Regions from separate parts of the Mus musculus genome. Here region 1 is linked to region 2. A link is a contact called in public promoter capture Hi-C data. All regions are on one chromosome and are shown on one strand. The core of a region is the stretch at or near the end of the contact, and the rest is flanking DNA. Distances in the headings are between cores, read along the strand shown.

Region 1 (3,151 bases), core at 49-2,548, 1.6 Mb after region 2:
TAAGAGCACTGGATCAAGGTTTAGTTCCCAGCACCCACAGGGCTGCTCCCAATTGTCTGCATCTCCAGGTCCAGGGGATACAGCGCCCTCTTCTGGCCTCTGCACATACATATATGCAAGCAGAATGCTGATACATCAAAATTAAATCCTTGCATGCCTTTAATCCCAGCACTCGGGAGGCAGAGGCAGGTGGAGTTCTGAGTTCGAGGCCAGCCTGGTCTACAAAGTGAGTTCCAGGACAGCCAGGGCTATACAGAGAAATCCTGTCTCGAAAAACAAACAAACAAACAAACAAACACCAACCAACCAAAATCTAAATCCTTTAAAAAAAATAATAAATGTGGGATTGCCAATGTGTGCTAGTATTCTTTGCATTTTCCCTTACTGTGCTTTCTTAGGACCAATCTCTAACGAAGACAGGTCACATAACGGGCCCTGCATATCAGTCACACTGTGGAGAGGCTGGTTTTCTTAAAATACTCTGAAGGAGGGAGGGAGGGAAGGAAAAGAATAAGAGAAATAAGAGAAAGAGAGAAGGGGAGGGGAGGGGGAGCGAGTCGAGCGCACACCTTTAGTCTCAGCGCTTGGGAGGAAGAGACAGAGACAGGAGTATCTATCTGTGAGTTCGAGGCCAGCCTGGTCTACAGCGTGAGTTCCATGATAGCCAGGGTTACAGAGAAACCCTGTCTCAAAAAACCCAAACCAAAACAAAAAAGCAAAGCAAAACAAAAAACCCCAAATCCACAATTTCACTGGTAAAAAACCAACTTGTAAATTTCGAAGGTTTTGTTCTTGTTGTTGATGTTCCAATAAACTGCTAAAATGTCAGGACCGGGTTGGGGGAGTCCAAAGGTGCTAAATCTCTGACCACACTGCTAATGATTAATAAAGATGGACTATCTCTTTAGGAGGTCAGCCCTGCTGCGGCCGGGAACAGCTAGCCGCCACTCGGAGGCACTTTCCGCGTGCTTTCCCTGCACGCTCCCCACGCATCACAACTTTGGTCAAGCCTTCCAGTAACTGCGCTCGCTCCAACCCGGAGGATGCTGTGCAGAGCCTGGCCCGGCATGCACTGCGGCCGCTGCCCCCAGCCCGCCCAGCCGGGACCCTCCGGGGCAGCGGGCGGATCACAGCCCGGCCTCTAGCCCCAGGGCGCTGACCTGCAGCCGCGCCTCCTCCACCCACGCGAAGCCACCGCTAGTCCGCAGGAACCTCGCACCCGACGTGTACCCAGCACGCATGCGCGCCACCCGCACTGAGGCTGCGCACAACCCCTCGCTTCCGCCTCGGCCTGCGTCATGTCCGGCTGAGCCCAGGCCCCGGGGTGGGGGTGGGGGGAGGAGCGAATAGAGGCTACTGCGGCTGCGCAGCGCTTGTACCATCTCGCCCCCAGACAACGGTACCGCCCACCCTGCGGGCGCCTGCGCAATTGCCCCTCTCTGCCTCTTCGACGTTTAAGTTGATAGTGGTTCCGAGTTTGAGGCCTGGCTGGGCTACAGCCTGAACCCCACACTTGTAATCCTAGCACATGCGAATTCACAGGCTGAAGTTCAGTCATTTTTGGAAGCCGTCTTACATTACGGTTTTTGTGGACCGTTTGCCTTTCTTGCCCCTTACTGTGACATCCCCTCTATTTGCCCCTGGCCTGCTAGTCTTCGTTCCACGTCATCCCAGGCCTGTCCCTCCCAGCTAGGCCTGGTCACCCTGTCCCCTGGGTCACAGGACGGTGTCAAGCTTTAAGAGCTCTTGCTGGTTTTGCAAAGGACCCAGGTTCGGTTCCCAGCATCCATTTGGGGAGACTCACCACTGCCTAACTCCGGATCCTGAGGATCTAATGCCATCTTCTGACCTCCACGGGCACTGCACTCATATGCACACAAATAATAAAATGTCCTACTGCACCCTCGGGTTGGAGCAATGCTATCATCTACGATAAGATAAATTATTTAATTATCTCATTTTATTTCAGCTTTTTACACTTCTGGGTTGACAGTTACTGTGTGTGCATCTCAACCTGTGCCAAAGGGTGCACGTGGAAACTCACAGAAGACCACTCGCCTTAGTGTGTTCTTTCTTTACTACAAGGTCTCGGATGGAACTCAAATCCTCCGGTGTGTGGCAAGCACCCTTACCTGTCGAGCCCTCCCACCGGCTCTCTCCTGAGTTTTTAATAGTTATCTTTCAGCTTACAGGAGGGAGACCCACCCTCACCTGGTCCTATCTGTACCCACCTCAGAGAAAGCCAGCTCGTTTGGCAAGTCTCAGTACTTTTTATACAAACCCCCGACAGGATATAAACTTGCTTTCCTTCCTATATGGAGATTGAATACCTCACATACATTGGCTGACCTCCATCATAGGTTCATATTGGAAATCTTATAAACTGGAAATTCTTTTTTTTTTTTTTTTTTTTTTTTTGGTTTTTCGAGACAGGGTTTCTCTGTGTAGCCCTGGCTGTCCTGGAACTCACTTTGTAGACCAGGCTGGCCTCGAACTCAGAAATCCGCCTGCCTCTGCCTCCCGAATGCTGGGATTAAAGGCGTGTGCCACCACGCCCAGCTTCAAACTGGAAATTCTTACAGTAGGAGTAGTTTAATTCTTAAAAATTGCTAAGTCATGTATATATACAATAAAACTTGGGCAACTGCTTTAGGAGTTGTGGAATGGACTGGTTCTTCACTATGTGCAAAGGGAAAAGACAGAGCCAGCCCCTTCAGCTTTGAAGGTACGGAAAGCTGGAGTGACAGAAAGAAGACCAGGACAGCTTGTCAGATGTGAGCTTCAAGATCCACAGAGGGTGTTGGGCTTGGTGGCTCATGCCTGCAACCCCAAGTACTTAAGTAAGGAGTGAAACCTGCCTCCAGGGGAACACAGGCCCTTGTCTCTTCCCTTAGGGCTTAATTCAGTGGTGCAGTCCAGGACCCCACTAGGACACTCCATGAAGGCAGCTTCACCTTGAGAAGGTGTGCATCTCCTTTCTGGAGTCTCTGGAATGGAAAGGCAGAACTGTTCCTTTTTCTTCTGTTTCTCTTTCTGACGCTGGCTTCCTCACTCTTTTCTAAAGCTCCTCTCCGCATCGTGTAGCTGCCTGCTACCATGTGCTGACCCCTGCAGCCATGTGCTGACCTCAGTGCCATCTTAACTTTTCTAT
Region 2 (3,185 bases), core at 222-2,721:
AGAGCTACATAAGCAAGAGATCTGTTGACAATCTAAATTAGGCTACCTCCAGATTCCACAAAGATGACAACCTGCATCCTCCGAGATACTGCTGCAAGTCTTCTCTGCTACCAGTTTATTCCACTTTCCCTAATCTCTGCACGAAGAGATACTATGCAAATCTATGCACGCCATGCAATACGCCAAGAGCCTCCAATATGGTAAAGTGGCCTTAAACATCAACAGGCCTTCGAGGGCCAAAGCAGCGGTGGATTGCGATGATAAGGACAGAAACACAGAATTTCACCCCAACAAGAATGGAATCTTCAAGCCAGTTTACCCTGAAGGCTCATATAGCAATTCACCAAAGAGAAAAAGTGATTTGGGAGCTCAATTTTGCATTTCCAGTCGGTGAGGGTTTGCGTTGCATGAACAATGACTAGCTTGCTCTGAGTGGCCTCCCAACCCCCACAACTTGGCTTCTGGTGCGGCCAGTCACCCTGAAAGCTGCCAGGGCTGTCACTCGGTGCCTACCAGCAACCGGACTTGGCTCCTAAAGGATTTGTCAGATCATCCTCCCAATATGGCTGCCAGAGTGATCCTGGTCGGCTGAACGTCGAGCCCACACCAGCCTTCCTCCCATCTGGCCAGCATCCAACAAGCCCCCTCCCTCTGCATCGCTTCCTCCGTCCAGCCCTTGCGCCCTCCGCTCTGTCGGATGCCCTTTCCTACCTTCATCGGGCTCAGGGGCATTGCCACATTCCCGGTTGGAACCCTGATGCCAACCACAATAGGGGGTGAGAGAGCAGATGAGGGGGGAGAGATCGGCTGGCTCCTCAGAGCTGCAATGTGCGCACATACGGCGGGACAGCGACCGATCTGCTGGCCCGCGGACAGAGCGGGGCCTGGCAGCCCAGGGGAAGCGGAGGGCTGGTGCAGGGCACTGCAGGGGACCGGCAGGCCGCTGGACCAAAGCCCGGCGCTCGCGGCCGGCCGGCCAGGTCTCTCCACGGAGGGCGAGGCTCCTCACCGCGGAGCCAGAGCCCCGGCCGGCCGCGCCGCTTCCTCGCTTTGCCCCCTCCAGGCCCGTCACCGGCCGGGAGTCCCTCCCGCGGGAGCGGCCCCCTACACCGGCGCCGCGGCACCACCGCCCACCTCGCCTCGGCCGCCCCACCTCAGCCTCCTCACCTCAGCCGCGCTGCGGACAGACGGGCGAGCCGGCCGAGTCAGAAGACGCCGAGGCGCGCAGGGGCGCGGGAGGCCGGGCACCGACGCACCTCAGCGCAGGCAGCGGCCGCCGCGAGCCGCAGGGCGCCGCTCCGCAGCCCCATCACGCGGCCGCCCAGCTCTGCATCGAGGATTGGCGGGAGGCCGGGGCGCGGCTGTGGATGCGGCGGAGGAACAGAGAGAAGCCCGGATCCGAGCTGTCGCCTCCCGGGACCACTGCCGTCTGACTACACCGCGACGCTGCTCGCCAAACTCCGCCCGAAGCCGCCGGCGCGGGACACCGCCCCGAGCTAGAGCGCCGAGCGTCACCTCGGCCCGCCCAGCAACCGAGACCGACGCGGAAGGTGACCAATCGCGATGAAGACCTTGAGACAGATGACCAATAGTAAAGCGTGGCTGGAAGAGGGGGCGGGAGGTGCCGGCGGAGCGACGGAGACACTCGAGCGCCCCCTGGTGGTACGGGAGCCGATGCGGGTGCGGGTGCGGGCGTGCCTGGTGGGCGAAGCCGGTGTCCAGAGTTCCCTCCCGGGTGACCCCCGGAAAGGTGTTAGTGGGTAGCAGCCGCGCCTGTGTAGCCGAATGACCCGCTTCGTAAGGGGACAAAAAGTGGCTCAGTGACCGGGCGGGACTGGACGGTCCAGATGCCATCCGGAGAGCTGGGATTATGTGGGAGCGGCCGAGTGTGGAGTCATTGTCCGTTTAGAAAAACAGCTCAAACGGTGAAGCCACCGAGCCCGGCGCGGTGGGAACGGAACCACGCTCAGGCATGAGTGTATCCAGCAGAAAGCTTCCTAGCCTATTCTTGTCGAACCCCAGCACAACACCTCCCACACGCCACCTTGGGAGAAAAGGAGGAATGAGTAATGGGAAAGCATGACTTAGTGGGCATTCAGCGTCTCCTTGGGAGATGGCGTGCTGGTGTGAGCACAGGAACAAAACGCTTTGTATCGCGCCCAGTGAATGGACTGAGCGGCCTGAGAGAGATGCCCCTAGAGGGGGTTACCAGGGCTCATAAGAACACAAAAGCTCTATGAGCCATGTTTTTTAAAAATCAGATTTAGGTTCAGCTCAAATGAAAAGCCCCACAGACGTTCATAAGCAGCTCAATTCAGTGCTTAGTAAAATATCACAATGACAACCTGCCAATCACACTGCATTTTAAGGTTAGAGGATGTGGTTTGGATTTATTAGCAGAAATTGAAAGTAAGATTTTTTTTTTTCTCTCAACCCTGACTTTAATACAGAATTACTGGGTAGAGAAAGGCCTACACACTAAAACGTGAGAATTAACTTTCTACACTAACGACTCTGGGCAATCACCATGCCACTGAAGTTCCAGACTCCCACTATTCCACATTCATTGGACACTTCTCATTGTGTTTATTTACTTGTTTGTTCTTGTTTGTTCAAGACAGAGGGTCTTGGTAGCTCAGGCTCTCCTGAAACTCACCAAGCAGACAAGGCTGTCTTGAAACCTACAGAGAGATCTGTCTACCTCTGCTTCCTGACTGCTGGGATTAAAGATCCGTACCACTAAGCCCAGCTCTCATTTTCTTTAGAATGTACACTCCACCTTCCCACAAAAGGAGTTGATGTCATTTATTCTGAAACACACACAGAATAGAATTGCTTAAAATATTAGGAGCAACGATTTGAGTGGAAGGTCAGCCTGGGCTACATAGAGAAACCCTGTCTTAAACAAACCTAGATGGCTTAGTGGGTAAAGTGCTTCCGATGAGCTGAGGATCCCAGTGCGGTGTCCAGAGCCCGTGTCCAGGTGGATGGAGAGTGCCTGATGAACACAGTCATCTTCTGACACAGACACACCTTACACCCCCACTGTACCATAACAATAAAGTTTAACAGACATCAATAAAATACCTAAAGCAAGAAGTTGGCATGGAAGTGTGGCTAAGTGGGGTGCGCTTGTTTAGCATGTGGGAAGCCCTGACTTCCGTTCTTGAAATGGAGGAGGAGGA

The links. Capture Hi-C pulls out chosen DNA fragments and counts their contacts.
Region 1: a contact with region 2 is called in a promoter capture Hi-C map of liver, with 2.4 times the contacts expected there. The contact joins the promoter of Park7 here to the promoter of Kif1b in region 2. A contact is called at or near these places in 1 of 39 promoter capture datasets (pre-B cells), 1 of 484 Hi-C or Micro-C datasets (embryonic stem cells) and 2 of 9 other capture datasets (adipose tissue and liver).

What each region holds. Positions count from the first base shown.
Region 1 is chr4:150,908,623-150,911,773 of GRCm38.p6, forward strand. It overlaps Park7 (Parkinson disease (autosomal recessive, early onset) 7), which reads right to left and starts at 1,299. Exons shown (of 7, transcript NM_020569.3): 1 at 1,161-1,299.
Region 2 is chr4:149,306,262-149,309,446 of GRCm38.p6, forward strand. It overlaps Kif1b (kinesin family member 1B), which reads right to left and starts at 1,472. Exons shown (of 49, transcript NM_001290995.1): 1 at 1,168-1,472.